Linked DNA regions of Mus musculus: regions 2, 3 and 4 are each linked to region 1. Evidence: chromatin contacts called from public HiCAR-type and HiChIP or PLAC-seq data. All regions are on one chromosome and are shown on one strand. Each heading gives the region's core, a stretch centred on a gene start, on an enhancer-like site or on the middle of the called end of the contact. The rest is flanking DNA. Distances are from core to core; before and after follow the strand shown.

Region 1 (3,858 bases), core at 508-3,007:
GTACCGTAACTCAGTGCCTCGATCAACCCTCATTATAGAAGCTTCCTCTTGCAGTAGATGTGAATCAACACAGAGACTCATACGCTAGACAATGCTCGGAGTTAAGAGTCTTTGTTGCCAGGACAGCCAGAGCTATACAGAGAAACCCTGTCTCGAAAAACCAAAAAAAAAAAAGTCTTTGTTGCAGCCCTCAGCCCTCCCCCTCCCCCTCCCCCTCAGGGTTCAGGGATTGATGGGAAAGAGACAGCAGAAGGACCCAGAGGTGCTGGATGACCCAGTGAGAGAGGATCCTCCAGTCACCGTGGGACTAGTAATGCACATATAGATTCACAGAGACCAGGACAGCATGCACTAGGCCTGTTCCAACTAGATAAGATCCCACTCCAGGACAGGCCTCATGCCCAGGAGTAAACAAAGGCCAACAGAGAATGGATCCCACTGCCAATTGTTACAGTGCATTCTGGGGATCCAAATTTGGATCCCCATCGCTATGCTTGCTCCAAGCTTTCTTTCTTAGTAAGTCATTTCCCCCAGAATGTATTCTCTCCCTCTCCCTCTCCCTCTCCCTCCCCCTCTCCCTCTCCCTCTCCCTCCCCCTCTCCCTCTCCCTCCCCTCCCCCCTCTCTCTCTGGGACAGGATCTCACTATGTAGCTATAGCTGACCCAGAACATACCATGAAGCCCAAGCTGGCTTGCAGTCATGACAACCCTTCTCTCTCAGCCTCTTGAGATTGTGGGCTCTGAGCCATTCGAGAAAGTTAAATCATCTCCACAAAGACTTTGTAGCTTTCTCTGCCAGCCCAATTACAAGTATTTTCATGCTAGCCAAAATCTCCTTCCTAATGATGGCTGATCATATCGAAGAACCTGTCACTTTGTTATTCTGGAATGTCTTTTAGCTCTGCAAGGTTATACACTTGAAGGCAATTGGCAAATAATACTTTGCTGATTGTGACGGCATAAAATTTGTCGGGGGAAAATAGATTTTTTAAAAAAAATTTTGCTCCTTAAAACTTGTTAACACATCTTTGAGCTCTAGCGTTCCCTAGAAAAATGAAGTGCAGAAGAGTAAACGAGAAAGTCTTTTTGAAAGATTGGTCAATGGAAAAAGCAGTAGAGCAGACAATATTATTAGTGGCAGGAAAACGCCAAATAAATCACTTTTCTCCTCAGACTGCGAGGACTAAGCAGACAGTCCTTTTGCTTTTTCTCCAACTATAGCTATGGTGGAATTGTTTGGTTTCATTTCTTAACTTACGTAGAAAGAAGCAGGGATGGGAAATGGAGGCCCGTCATTGCTACCTCTTATATTAGAGCCAAAGTGCCTGTTGGCTTAACTTTAGGTTGGAAGTGCCCTCTCTTAGCTATTCAGGCAGTGAGATCCCTGAGAGCCCACGCTTCCCCTCTCTCAGCTCTGGTCCTAATCCAGCCTGGTAATTCTGGGGATGCTGTTTACTCTGGAGCCTACTCCAGGGACTTCCTGTCACTCTTAGCAAGGTCACCGGAAATGGTCTCAGGGGGCAACTCTGAGATTCTCCTCTCAGAGGCTCCCAGCTGCGGGTGCGAGACCCCCTGTGAGGTGATTTAGATACCCATTTACCCTTCACATTAGCATCCTTCCTCACAGTGTTGGAATGCACCACACAATATGCTTTTCTGAAGAGGAACCGGAGAGTAATTCATCTTCTTTATGTGTGCTAAGCAGAGCAAAGGGAGAGGCGAGTGGACCCGCGACAGGCAGGGGAATAGTGATTAGTAACAGCTGACGGCCTCAGACCAAGACCCTTTCTTTGGTTACCTCACTGTAACAGGCCAGCACAAAGGGATCACTGTCTCCCTGCCAAGATTTAGAAAAGCCAGGGCCATGGAAAATAGCAGGAAAAAAAAGACAAGTGTGTGCTGGGTAGAGGGGACAGTAGGGTGACCAGAGAAGAGACTCTTGATCATACCTGGAGAGCTGCCTTTGAAAATAATCCTCTGTCTTGTGTGAAGATGTGCCTTCCCCTGCAGGGTAGGCATGCAGTGGCACCAGCAGGAGCCCCTAATAGTGGGAAAGTAGGCGAATTCACTAATAGAAAGAGCCCGCGGAGCCGGTCAATAGCTTTGGGTTAATGAGAGGAAGTTCTTTGAGGGCCAAGGGCTCCAACTGAGGGCCTTCTCTGTCTCCCCCCCTCTCCTAAATCACAACTAGTAACTAACCACTGGATGAGTAGTGTGCAATTTCCAAAATAGCCCTCTTTACAGTTGGATTGTGCTTCCTGCTATGGAATAGACCTTCCTGCATGCCTTTCTTATGAAGATGACCAAGACACTGTGTCTCCTAACTGCCAGAATGCTGAATGGCCATGATCAGATTCTCCAACTGGGCTTCACTTGTCCAAAGTTAACCAAAGGATGTCTGCCATGCAGTGCAGAACATGTCAGACTTCAAGGGGAGGGGCGCCTTTTCTTCCCACGCAAGGCTTCTGTCCCTTACAGAAGAAAAGGAACTTGAATAAAAGCCCCATAGAAATTGAAAGCAGCATAGATGCTGAAAACCAATTTAACTTGACCCAGCTCCCTAGAAGAACAGCTGTGGCAGGAAAAAGTGCAGGCCCAATCCAGTGTACACCTTCTAGGGTCCAAAGTCATGCCAAGATTTGATTCTGGAACCAGGACCAATTCGAAACGGGCCTGACGTTCAAGTTCATAGCCCAAGTGTGAAATTAGGAATTTTTAAAAGATGCATTAAGAAAAAAACAAAAAACCAATCAGAATAAACCTGGCTCATCTATTTCCAGTTAAGTTTAAAATCCAGACCAGGTGGAGCTGGTCTCTAGGTTCTCCCAGCATCCCTCAGTCCCTACCTGATCCAGGGTGTGGCTAGCATACCCCACTCTTCTGCCTTTCACCTAAAGGCTCTTCCCTATATAATCCAGACCATTTGGTTGCCTGTCCTTTTTTGTACCTTTGGCATCCTGGTTGCTGTATTTGATTCCCCTCTCTCCTTTCCCTTTCCAATCTCCCCACATGGTTCAGGGGCATGTCCACTCTGGCTATGCTGTCCCACATATCTATGATAAACTTCCTCCTCCACCATACCTAGGAGCAGATATATGTCCTTCCCTTTTTCGTTCATCGGATTCCAAAACCTGGATGAGAGGACACTTACTGAGTAAGTGGTGAGAGACAGACGTTTAGATAAGGTGGGGGAAAGAAGCAGCTGAAGAGGAGGACTCTAGGATCAAATTTGGTGGCTAGAAAAGCCAGATCTTCAGGAGTCATCCCTCCAGGGAGCACCGGCATTGTGAGCAGCCAATGCCTGGGTGGGACCACTGTGAGCATGCCCAGCATCAGTACCAGAGCCACAGCCTTGGTGACTTCAGGCAAAGCATCCTCAAACCTATCTCAAAGGTGCCTCCCCTCCTACACATGGGTCCTGGGGAACTGCTCTCTGCACACCTGACCCACAGCTATGATGAACTCCAGATGTTGCAGTCATGGCTGCTGATGGATTACTATGGAAAACCCGAGGCCCTTGCTGTAACAAGTAGGGACTGAAGGATGCTGGGAGAACCTGGAGGCCAAGTCCACTTTGATGTGTTTGCACCCTCTTGTTCTGGGTGTGAACCTTAGCATCTCCTAAATTAAATATGAATCTCATTTACTCTTTAAAAGAATACATTTAAAAGCTAAATTCAACTTCCCCTTCCGATCAGCTGGAATGTGCCAAATTCAGGCTTTGGGGATGGAACTAGGGCTGGGGAGGGGAGAAAAAAGAGTGTGTGGAGAAAAGAGATGGAAAGAGAGAAAAGAGAAAAGACAGACGGTGAAACTAAAAGGCAGAGGAACAAAGAACGTAGAGGAGGGAAGTTCAGT
Region 2 (3,777 bases), core at 1,007-3,506, 210 kb after region 1:
CTGGCCTCCTGAATCATGGAGGAGGAGTCAGAACTCTGCTCCCTAACTCTCTCAATCCACAGATTCCTGTGCCCTTAGTAGATTTCCAAACCCATGAATGTAGGGCCAAGGGTACATTTCAGGCCCCGTGCAGCTCTCTCTGGGCTGTTACTTCCTTTGAGTCTGTAGTTCTTGTTTCACTGGAGTGGAGCCTCTGCTCCCAGTCTGAAGGGCACTGTTAAGTCCAATTCACTTTCAATGGCTCATTTAGTTCAGTGGGGGTTTGAATTTTTAGAAGGGTTTCCCTTTTAAATACCCCCCTCCACTTAAAAAAAAAGGGTCATAAGGAGCTTTAAGATGCCACGCATGAAAAGCCCCAGATAAACGCAGCTTGTACTAGATTGTAAAATACTGTATTGTTCTGACCTTAATTCCTTGTGTGAGACTGGAATAGCCAATTTCCTCATTGAGGCAGAAGCTGAATGCCAACAGGCAGAGGCTCTGGTGGGGACGGGAATCCCAGGAGCCAGGCCTGCAAACACTCCAGAGTATTTATGGGGAAGTCGGAGAGCCCTGTGAGAAGTTCTTCTTTGGCTATAAATTATTTCTCCTGACCTTCACATTAAGGTAACATACACTTTTGTTGAAGAAACACATCTCTACACTGAAGAGACATTTGGAGTGTGAGGTGACTTGCTGTCTGGGGTCATTCAGAGTCATGAGTCACATAAAGGCTCTCCCCTTCAATCCTGCTTAGACAACCCACCTGGTCTTGCATGTGGTCACCTTCCCTGAGATAAGGGCTCCTCCTGCTTTCCATTAGGGATACCATTGTGGCCTAAAGTGCCTTTCTCTTCTCTCTTCATATCAGGTCAAGGAATTTCCCAGTCACACGTCAGCAGGACCAGTATGCTTCATGCTCTTGGTACTGGTCTCTGCTTTTTGTCTCTGCCTGATACCTCCTAAAGCCATTGTCTTCTTCACCACCAGCTCACACCTCTTTGCTGTCAACCTCCAGCCTTCACAGACTCTCCTTACTTTTGGCTCAGGCTCCCCGGTCTGTGTTCTGTGTTTTAATCAGAATCACAGATATGTGCTGCAAACTCCTTTTGGACTTCAGTGTGGTGTCAAGATTAGCTTGGAAAGCCCTGAAAAGCCAATCTGTGCTCATAGATTTGATCTGTCTTTATTCGTATTCAGCATAAAACAAGATATTAGTAATTCCTTACTAGTTGGGTTTCACTGGCTGGCTGATGATTGGTTTAGTACGAGGCCCTACCTGCTCAGATGTCTGAGATATGCATTGCTGTGGACTTCAGGTACCATTAGAGATGTCTCTGATTCTTGTATCCCTCCCTCCCCTTCCTCACTTCATTTCTGCTTCAGTCTTCAGGGGGAAAAAAGTGGACTGCCATCCAACATTTTGTTTTACTTTCTTTGGTTTTGTCTTGTGATACAGGGTCTCATGATATAACTCAGCCAGATCCTCCTGCCTTAGCCTCTCTCATTCTAGAATGTTAGGTGTGTACCACAATGCCTGGTGAGTTAGGGCATGGGAGGTGGGCTACATACAGAGGGTAGCATCTCACCACCTCCTTTTACAAGATGGTCCCTAAGTTCTTGTACATGAGAGTATATGCTAACAGCTGCCTCAAAAATGACTGTACTTCTTCTGAGCAAATACCACATTTCCTCTAAGGATCATTCCTATAAATTTTCATTATCCTAATTTTTGCAGTGTCACTTCCAGAACGAGTTGAGTTTATTCTTCCTGAATCCAGCCATTGTAAGTTTTCCTCAGCAAATACAGCCACTAAAGGAACTTAGGTTTAAAGATAACCCAGAGAGTTCACAACCCCATAGCCCACAGACTGTCAGACTGAACTGTTTGCCCAGCCTTAGCTGAGACACCAAGAGTGAGGCCCGGGCCCCCAGGAAACATTGCCAAAAGGTCCCCTCAAAGTCTGGGCATGAAAAATGTAAACAGATCTCCCAGACACAGAGCTTGGCAGCTCAGGCCCTTCCCTGCCCCCAGTCAGGAACTGTTAACTTCATCTCTGTCATCTCTGGTCAGGGCTGCCCCCTGTCCCAGCTTCCAGCACTGTTTGATGCCTCTCCGTGCCTTCTTTCTGCCTCATGGAAATTGCAGGTTCTTTGTCATACAATTCTGGAACACCAGTGATTTCATGTGAAGGACAAACAGACTTGGCACATGGGCCGCTGCTATTGAAGCCCTAATACCATTTTACTCTTGTTTAGAAAGAGTCCCTCTCGACTCCCGCTCCCAGGCTCCCCCTTCTTGTTCAGCCCATTGTTCTGCTCCCCAGATGGGCACACAGTTTAAATAACATTCTTTTCTGAGTTTGTCCCTTCATTTCCCCAGCCTCCGTGCTTGGGGACTCTCCAGCTCCCATCTCTTGTCTTAGTAATGTTCTCCAGCCTTTGTTGGCATGCCAACGTCTTCAGCTTTAGCCTCCTGTTTCCTTGTCTCATGCATTTCCATTCTTCACACTCCTTTAACTGACAAACTCTCTCTCTCTCTCTCTCTCTCTCTCTCTCTCTCTCTCTGTGTGTGTGTGTGTGTGTGATGTGATGTGATGTGATGTGATGTGATGTGATGTGATGTGATGTGGAGGAACAAACCCAATTTGGCCCCTTTGTCTTTTGATGAGATGGGAGAACTATACCTGTTTGTTATCTGGAACCTGCATTGTTGCAAGCTGCTACAGCCAGTCTACTTACTACTGTGGTGAAACATATGATGCAGGGTAATGTTATGAAGAAAAGAGGTTTGTTTCCATCTGGTTCTGGTTGAAGGGCAAGGGGTGGTTGCTTTCTTGCTGTCAGAGTCCTGGCGTGGTTCAGGTCACTGCATGGCAAAAAGCAGTTAGCATGTGTGTATCGAAAGGTCTCTGGTCCTCTTCTTAGTCTTATAAGTCCATCAGTACTCAGAGTGGGGGCTTCACCCTCATCACTCCATCTAATCCTCATCACTTCCCTCAGGTCTCACCTTTAAACACCACAGACTGTTTTCACACTTGTATATCTCACAGTAGGTATTAAATGGTCCTACACACAGATATAATTATCATGCCACTTTCTATAAGGGTCTTAAGCATCTGTGGATTTGGGTGTGTAAGACGAAGACTCAGAACCAATCTTTTATGGATACAAGGGGACAGCTATACTGCCTCCTATTACTCTGAAGCAGTTATCATTTATTTTTTAAAAAGATTTATTTATTTATTTTATATATGAGTATACTGTAGCTGTACTGATGGTTGTGAGCCGTATGTAGTTGCTGGGGATTTGAATTCAGGACCTCTGTTCACTCTGGTCGGGCCCCACTTGCTCTGGCCTAAAGATTTATTTCTTATTATACCTAAGTACACTGTAGCTTTCTTCAGACACACCAGAAGAGGGCATCAGATCTCATTATGGATGGTCGTGAGCCACCATGTGGTTGCTGGGATTTGAACTCAGGACCTTCAGAAGAGCAGTCAGTGCTCTTAATTGCTGAGCCATCTCTCTAGCCCTATCATTTATTTTTTTTTCTCCTTCTTTAGAAACTGTTGTATTTAAAGTCTTGTGTAGTATAAGAACTGCTACTGTGTGTATTCAAAACATTTATCCTAACAATGATTATTGAGTTTTCTATCATTTTTACTGATTTGAAAAGGCAATCCTAATAAACTCTTTCTTTTAAGTCTTTTCTTAACATCATCTGTTCTTTCCCCAAATCATCAAAACTGTTATGCACTGGCTCTCCTGTGAGCACCCTCCTGTGCACATCAGATC
Region 3 (3,549 bases), core at 155-2,654, 160 kb after region 1:
GTTCCCCCTCTCTCTATCCATTCATTGTCTTAGATTTTCTACTTGTGATAAAACACAAAGATCAAAAGCAATATTGGGAGAAAAGAGCTCCTCACAATTATTACCAGTAGTTTTGTTTTGTTGTTTCATATTTTAAGCACCATTGGAGAGTTGGGGGAGAGTCTACAGTTTGTTAAAGTTGTGGTCAAATTGAAGTTGGAAAACACAGGTCTTGGAGTTAGTATGCAGTTCATCCCCCTGAAGGATGAAAGGAGGCCATTAAGATGCGGCTCAGCTGGGACTCTCTGGCAAGGAATGAACTGGGAGCTGAACGATGGACTGCACGCAGACCATTCTAATAGCTAATCCTCTTTGTAACGGTCCATTTACATGTTAGAAGATCTACAAAGCAGGAAGCATAGAAATGGGCTTTGAATTCTCTTCCTTAGATTTCATTTCCAATTAATCTTTCTGAGACAAGGACTGCAATCGCCACAAACTGTTCTGAGGCTTTCAAGAGAAGGCTTTGCTCCTCGGGACAAGATGTTAACATATTACGGAGGAAGAAAACAACTTAGTGTTTGGCCGGATAATGTTTCCTTTCAAATATGGAAACTTTTTATTATTAAAACGGTCTTTTAATAATAAAAAGTATAGAAATTTTACTTGAAGTAGACACTTGGCAGCTTCTTTAGGGTTTCAGGACTGGAGACGGCTGCCTGGGATATTTTGAGGATGAGGGATCTGAGGACCAGAGATGATAAGCAGTTCTCAGGAGCTGGCTCTTCAGCTTAGTGGTAAAACTGGGATTCAAACTCGGCCTCCCCAGCCCTGGCCCACACCTTCTGCTACCCAGCCTAGATTTTTCTTGATTATGACAAAACTGGGTGGCATCCTAAGCCTGATAAATACCTTGGAATTTTCAGACACTGCCTGTGATTTGTAAGTGGGAAGCTATTGTGTTCTAAGCAAACCACTTGCCCTGAGAAGATGAACTGCTGGTGGTCCTGAGCAAGGGGCTGGTGGATGTGGTCTCCAAGGCAACACGAGTGTGACACCTTGTTTCCTGCCCACATAGCCTTTCCTCCCTCACTTAGCTCTGAACCAAAACCCTCTTTATTATATCCATTTCTCCATCACACTGTGGTTAACAGGAAGCCTTGTCACAGTTTCTTTAACTTTATGTGGGATCACAGACATATTTTAGAATATGGTGAAATAGAAGGCTTTTCTCCTAAAAGATAATCATGTACAGTTATACCATCTTAAGTCCTTCAAATCTCATGTTTTTACTAGACTGAAGGACTCCCATTTTTAATTGCCTCACCCCATTAACTGGCCAGTCTCAGCCAGCAGAGACCAGTGGGAAAGGAATGAAGGTTCCGTGGGAGAAAAAAGAACCTCAGAGGAGTTTCCCCAAGGGGTGAGAAGCCAAGACAGAGAGTCTCAGAGCCACAAGGGGGAAGGGGAGTAGGAGACGAGGGAGAGGGTGAGAGAGATTCTCAGGACAGTTTGGAGAGCAGCCAAATACAAAACTTTGCAACTTCATCACCTTGTCTAGAATTGGCTGTAGTTGTGAATTCCAAGCTTTCCTAACTTACTTAACCAGCCTCTAATTATTCCAAAGTCACACACCTTCCTGGACTCATTCCCTGACATACTGAGCTCCTCAAAGGCAGCCCTGTGTTGGTGAGTAAGATGTCCAGAGGAGGCCTGGGGCCTTGCTGCCTGGGATTTTGCCATCTATGCTGATCACAATCTTTCGGCCCTTACAAGCAGTGAGAAGTTGCTTGGAATATGTTTTAGGTAGGCGATATATCACCCTAACAGAGACATGATTTTGGCACGAACACTGAGTAGTGATGTATTGGTAAACATCAAAAGAAGTAGTGAATTCCAAGAAGTTTCCACTTTCCAAGAAAGTGAGCTGGGGCAACTCCAGGGAGCCAGATTTTCTTCTTTTCTTCCTAAAGACATAAGGTGATTTGCAATGCTCTGCAGGACACTGCTGAGAGATGTGCATAGGCTGCTGTGAGCAGTGAGAAGGCCTGCCCCAGAGCTCGACCTGAGCCACGGAGACACATAAATTCCCTAGACTCCCTGGCAGTCCTGATGAAATGACTCAAGGAAGGAGAGAGTCTGAGCCCGGGACAGCCCTTTCAAGGAATGAGAGAGCTACGTCCAGGCAGCGCTGTTGATCAGGACTCTACTGGTGCCTTATTATTATTATTTTATTCATGACCCCGTTCTCTCAGACTGGGAATTTTTGCATCAAAAGGGAGAATGAAAGACTCCAAGTTAAAAGTCACTATGGAAGCCAGGTTGCTGGCTGTATCTACTTAGACCTTACTTCAAGCAATTTGTTCAACTCTTTTCTATTCAACAGGTATTTTAGACCTCATTTAAATTCAGTTAATTACATAGCTACCACATGCCCGCAGCTGTGTGGAGGTGACAAAGTCCCTAGTGAATGTGTATAGTTGACGTGAGCACAGCTATGACAAGTAAAACACTGCCCTGGACTCATGGGAATGGCAAGGCCTTCCCCTGATCTGAATATAGATGATGACAGATGGTTGACATTTAGCTAAATCTCGTAGGTGTAGAACGTAGCAATCAAAGCGTCCTCGTCCCAGTTGACTGCAGCCCGAGACTACAGGGACTCCCTATGGAGATGAGGTAGCCTGCTCTTGTAGGCTGCTGCTGGAGTCTCTCCATTCTCTGCATGGCCCGCCCACCAGATTGCAGCTTTACATTACTGTGTCTGTCATTTCTCCATTCCCTACAGCCCTAGTCAAGTACAAAGCTGTGCAGGCCATGGGAAATGGTGACCATGTTGGATAGGACAGCTCAGGGCCTCACATTTGGGCAAGCCAACTGTGCCTCTGTTCGCATGGTGGACAGGTCTTTGGCTCAACTGCAGAGTATCTGTAGCCTGATCAGCTGTGTAGCTATGTGCCTTGCCCAATAGGAAGAAGCAAGTGATTAGTCCCCTAGTTCCTTGAGGGACTCCCGTGAAGCTCATAGAAGTTGGCTACTACATCTGTGAGTTTTACATCCATATCTTCACATCCAAACTTCAGAGAAAATGATATTTGAAACGAAGGGTTTCTGAGGCTGAAGAGTTGGGTAAAAGGTCTTGCTTCTAAGCCTGGTCCCTTGAATTTAATCCCTGGTACCCATCAGGTGGAAGCAGGGAACCAACATCTAAAAGTTGTCTTATGATCTCCAAATGAAAGGTGAAGTTGTATTTGCCTAACATTCCCATTGAGTTGTTGCAGGAAATATTAAAAAAAAAAAAAAAAAAAAAAAAAGAACCCGCCAACTCTCTGCGTTCCTGTTTCTCCCAACTCGCCAACTCTCCAGCCCCACCAGGCCACATTCCCATACTAGTACTGGCACCAGTGGGTCACAACACTATGTCCTGGCAGAATCCCATGGCTCTGTCTCACATTTCAATAACCAATAGCCATCCTCGAGGTTTGATAACACAATACCCAGTAACCCGACAAAAACAAGACTCAATGCTTATAGTTAACTAGTCAGATTTATATATCAATAAATTCTCAA
Region 4 (3,461 bases), core at 841-3,340, 220 kb after region 1:
ATCTTGGTCTTCCCTGTGGAGCTAAATGGAATCAGTACTTGGGTAATTTTGACAAAACCGAGGACAGTCACAGGAGTCATCAATTTCACTCCTTACTCTAATCTCCAGGAAGGTCAGTCAGTACTCAAGTAACCCTCGGCTTGATTGTCTTCCCTTTTCACCCGGGGTAGATGTCCTGGCCCCTCTGGAGAACCACTGGGTTCGGAGCTGTCTGCTCAAGGTTTACATATGATCTTATTTCCTGAAGCAAGTCAAGAAACGGTTCTCTTGAGGAAGGAAAGTGATCTAGATCATGAGACAATGCCTGCCCTTCCTGCTCCTCCCAGTGCTGGTTGTGAAGTGCAGGTTTGGGCTACAGTCTGAATTCTTACTGAAAGAGGTATTCCAATGCCATTTGGCTGCATTCCTCTGGGAGGTAGTCAATGAAAGCCCCCCCCCCCCCCCGAGAATTTATGCTTCGCACTTAGTCAAGCTGGAAACACGCCTATTGGTATTCAAGAGTTTTTGTAATTTTCCATTACCTGGCTGGAATCTGGAGTATGTCTTATTTGCTTTTTCAGTGTTTTCTGTGATTTAATTAGGGCTCCTGGCAGTGTTTGGAGATCACAAGATTAAGGGTCTCTAACTCATTCATTTCCCTCTGAGCCAGGGAGCTATTTTATTTCAGGAAACGTAAATTGGTCACCTCCGTGTGCTTTATACTGAGCCAACGTATGACTAGAAGAGCCTGCAGTTCTGGAGTCTATACATACACCCAGCACAGCCAACCACTAAAGTATGCAGAGTCACCCATTTGCTGAGCTTAAATTACTCAACTGAGGTAAGGGTTGAAGAGATGTCCGGCTTTCCCTAGCATTCAATGAAAGTTTCCTTCAAGTGACTTTCTATTAAGTGACTATTCACTTGATCAGACAGCTAGATTGGGAGCAGACAAACCTCTCCACTCTATGGGCATCACTCCTCTTACCATCCATTGCGACCGTGAGGCCTAAACGAAGTGCTACAGACAATGAAACGAGGACATGGTGAGCCACAGTTGGGTATGAATCCCCTCTCTGCTAGGCTAGGGAGTCCTTCCCTAAGCTGAGCTCAACTCAACCTGCCTCTTCCAGTGTTTATCATTCAGTGCTGGAGCTGTCCCTGAAGAATACACATCCCCTTCCCCAAGGCTGTCCTGGAAATGTCTGAGATGATGCGCTGTCTCTAGCACCTCTGTCAGTGTGACTGCCCCCATGCAGTTGACCCTGGTGAGGCTAGCTCAAACAACATTCTCCTTCTTGGTTACATGTCAATCAACCTTGGTTTTCTTTAAGCCCAGCACACAGACAGATACCGTCTTACTCTTGAATGCGTCTGCTTATTTCCTTATTGTTGACTTGACTGCCATGACTGTGTTCTTCATAACTCATTCTTTTGGGCCTAGAAATCAGTCTGGAAAGTACCCCATGATTATTGATTACTACTGAATGAGTGAGCAAATGGGCAACCAAAGTTCACTGACCTCCAACTGTTTCTTAGGGGTATTGTTCTGGTCGGGTTCTTTTGCACAAGGTAACAAGAAGACAGGGAAGACTGAAGGAGCAAAGAGGGTGTGCTGTTTTCTGTTCTTTCTGCCCCGGGACACCATGATACTGCGCCAAAAGCAGGGGCTGTAAGAAATTGGCATTTGATATTTTCTGATAATTAACCTTGACACTCTGGATACAGTCTTAACCATTACGAATTGTAATTGTTTTTTTTTTTTTTTTCATAGAAAATCCAGAAACCAGGCATCCTGATCTAATGGTACCCTGAGACTCAGAAGTCCCAGCCGTCCTCTTGTGTCTGCTTGGAATCCTGTTTTCAAGGTTTGTCCATGGCGTCGCCTTCATTAGCAGTCTGATGTACGTAGACACCTGAGAAATTTTCCATTCCAGGATGCTTCTTAAATGTAGACTCACCAGTCCCAAAGATGTTCTTGACCTCAGGGTCTCTAAAGCCCAGAAATCTGTGGGTTTAACACGCTCGGAGGGGATTACTAGGCAGACGTTCTGTGTAATTGCCTTTTAATTAGAGGATTCCTCTCTCAAGTTCAAACAGCTCTCGGAGCAGAGCCCTGCAAATCCAAGGCTAAGTTGGCTGAGTTCTGTAGTCTGAGGACTCTGTTCCTGTCCACCATTCCAGCCACAGCTTGTGACCTTTTTTTTATGCCATGCAGCTTCTAGTGACCGTAACAAATTCCAGAGCGTCAACTCCGCAAGTAGTCTCTCAGCGTTGAGGCACTTGTAAATTAAGTTATGGGTCCCCGTGTTCGCAGGTATGTATGTCTATAGAAGCTCGCCCTGCCACGGAAAGCCCTGTCTGCGGCAGGCTCCCATTTCACTCCAGCTGCTGAAATTACTCCGAACAGGTTTATAAGTTGTTTTACTATCTGCGAAAGTTTTTCTTTCTTCCTTTCTTTCTTTTTTCCCCCCACTTCCCCCCCCCCCACCCCCTCGCCCCCTCTACTTCACAAAATCAGTGGAGGGCTTTTTGAGCATAGTACACACATGCCACCTTCTGGAAGGAAATGGAAAAACTTTGTGGAACCTTGAGAACTTTTTTTGAATGAACACATTTAAGAAACCTTTGGTACTAAATAGCTGTAAGCGGGAGTGGACAAAGGATAAGTGAGTGTACTGGGGGTATTATCACAACGCCCTGCATAAGTGTGTGACAAATGAATCATCAAAAATTAAAAGAAAAAGAATGTTATTTCAGGTTTGTAGTTGTTTTTAACAAAATAGCATTTCAGTCCAGTTGTAGGTTTACAGAAAAGTTAAGTGAAAGGTACAGAGATTTGCCACATCTTCCTGTCCTTACACACACAACCTCTAATACTATCATTATCCTTTCCAGGGATGCTACAGTTGCTACAATCTAGCTTCTAAGTCCAGAACATGAGCTTTAATATCCCCCTTGCACTATCTATGGCTGTATATTGAGTGTATAGTTATACGTAAACAACATTATAATGCCATGTAGACTAGTTTCTGTGGAGGAAAGGCCCTCTGTGCTCTGGCTGTTTCTGCCTCTTTCCAGCCTCATACTTGGCAACCTCCCATCACTTAACTGTCTCCACAGTTTGCCTTTTCCAAAAGGTCATGTAGTTGGAAGCACACATTCATTGTGCAACCTTGTCATATTGGCCTCCAGCACTTCAGAATATGCAATTATATTTATCCCTTCTTCTCCTCCTATTTCTCCCTCCCCCCAGCATCCATGTGTGTGTGTGTGCGCACTCACATACGCTCCAGTATGTATAGGGAATTGAACCTCTCTTACATGGAAGTCAAAGGCTCTTCTACTAAGCTGTATTACTAACCCTCTTTTTGACTTTTAGTTTTGAGACAGGGCCTCATTACAGGGTCTCATTACACTGCACTAGGCAGGCATTGGAGATTCTCCTGCCTCACACTCCTGAGTGGCTGAGACTACAGGCC

Evidence for each region. HiCAR-type assays count read pairs that join an accessible place to other places. HiChIP or PLAC-seq counts read pairs in DNA pulled down with a chosen protein or histone mark.
Region 2: an H3K4me3 HiChIP or PLAC-seq map of embryonic forebrain shows a contact between it and region 1, with 4 times the contacts expected there. The contact joins two enhancer-like sites. A contact is called at or near these places in 1 of 15 datasets of contacts at CTCF or cohesin (the NIH/3T3 cell line), 5 of 115 datasets of contacts at active chromatin or transcription factors (the NIH/3T3 cell line, cardiomyocytes, embryonic forebrain and 2 more) and 1 of 9 other capture datasets (adipose tissue).
Region 3: a HiCAR-type map of astrocytes shows a contact between it and region 1, with 8 times the contacts expected there. The contact joins two enhancer-like sites. A contact is called at or near these places in 1 of 15 datasets of contacts at CTCF or cohesin (the NIH/3T3 cell line), 1 of 484 Hi-C or Micro-C datasets (forebrain), 2 of 115 datasets of contacts at active chromatin or transcription factors (astrocytes and epiblast stem cells) and 2 of 9 other capture datasets (adipose tissue and pancreatic islet).
Region 4: a HiCAR-type map of astrocytes shows a contact between it and region 1, with 6 times the contacts expected there. The contact joins two enhancer-like sites. A contact is called at or near these places in 1 of 15 datasets of contacts at CTCF or cohesin (the NIH/3T3 cell line) and 10 of 115 datasets of contacts at active chromatin or transcription factors (the NIH/3T3 cell line, astrocytes, cardiomyocytes and 7 more).

What each region holds. Positions count from the first base shown.
Region 1 is chr15:8,658,079-8,661,936 of GRCm38.p6, forward strand. All of the region lies in intron 3 of Slc1a3 (solute carrier family 1 (glial high affinity glutamate transporter), member 3), which reads right to left. Among named protein-coding and RNA genes, the nearest start is that of Slc1a3, 51 kb to the right of the region's middle. Within about 2 kb of position 1,758, at least 102 of the 459 cell types and tissues checked have an H3K27ac peak or open chromatin away from gene starts, as enhancers often do. A contact at or near this core is called in astrocytes, embryonic forebrain, forebrain and 1 more, where this site is marked.
Region 2 is chr15:8,865,350-8,869,126 of GRCm38.p6, forward strand. No RefSeq gene overlaps it. Among named protein-coding and RNA genes, the nearest start is that of Ranbp3l, 100 kb to the right of the region's middle. Within about 2 kb of position 2,257, at least 22 of the 459 cell types and tissues checked have an H3K27ac peak or open chromatin away from gene starts, as enhancers often do. A contact at or near this core is called in embryonic forebrain and neural stem cells, where this site is marked.
Region 3 is chr15:8,815,162-8,818,710 of GRCm38.p6, forward strand. All of the region lies in intron 3 of Gm31340 (a long non-coding RNA gene), which reads left to right. Among named protein-coding and RNA genes, the nearest start is that of Gm31340, 110 kb to the left of the region's middle. Within about 2 kb of position 1,405, at least 50 of the 459 cell types and tissues checked have an H3K27ac peak or open chromatin away from gene starts, as enhancers often do. A contact at or near this core is called in astrocytes and forebrain, where this site is marked.
Region 4 is chr15:8,882,696-8,886,156 of GRCm38.p6, forward strand. No RefSeq gene overlaps it. Among named protein-coding and RNA genes, the nearest start is that of Ranbp3l, 84 kb to the right of the region's middle. Within about 2 kb of position 2,091, at least 32 of the 459 cell types and tissues checked have an H3K27ac peak or open chromatin away from gene starts, as enhancers often do. A contact at or near this core is called in astrocytes, where this site is marked.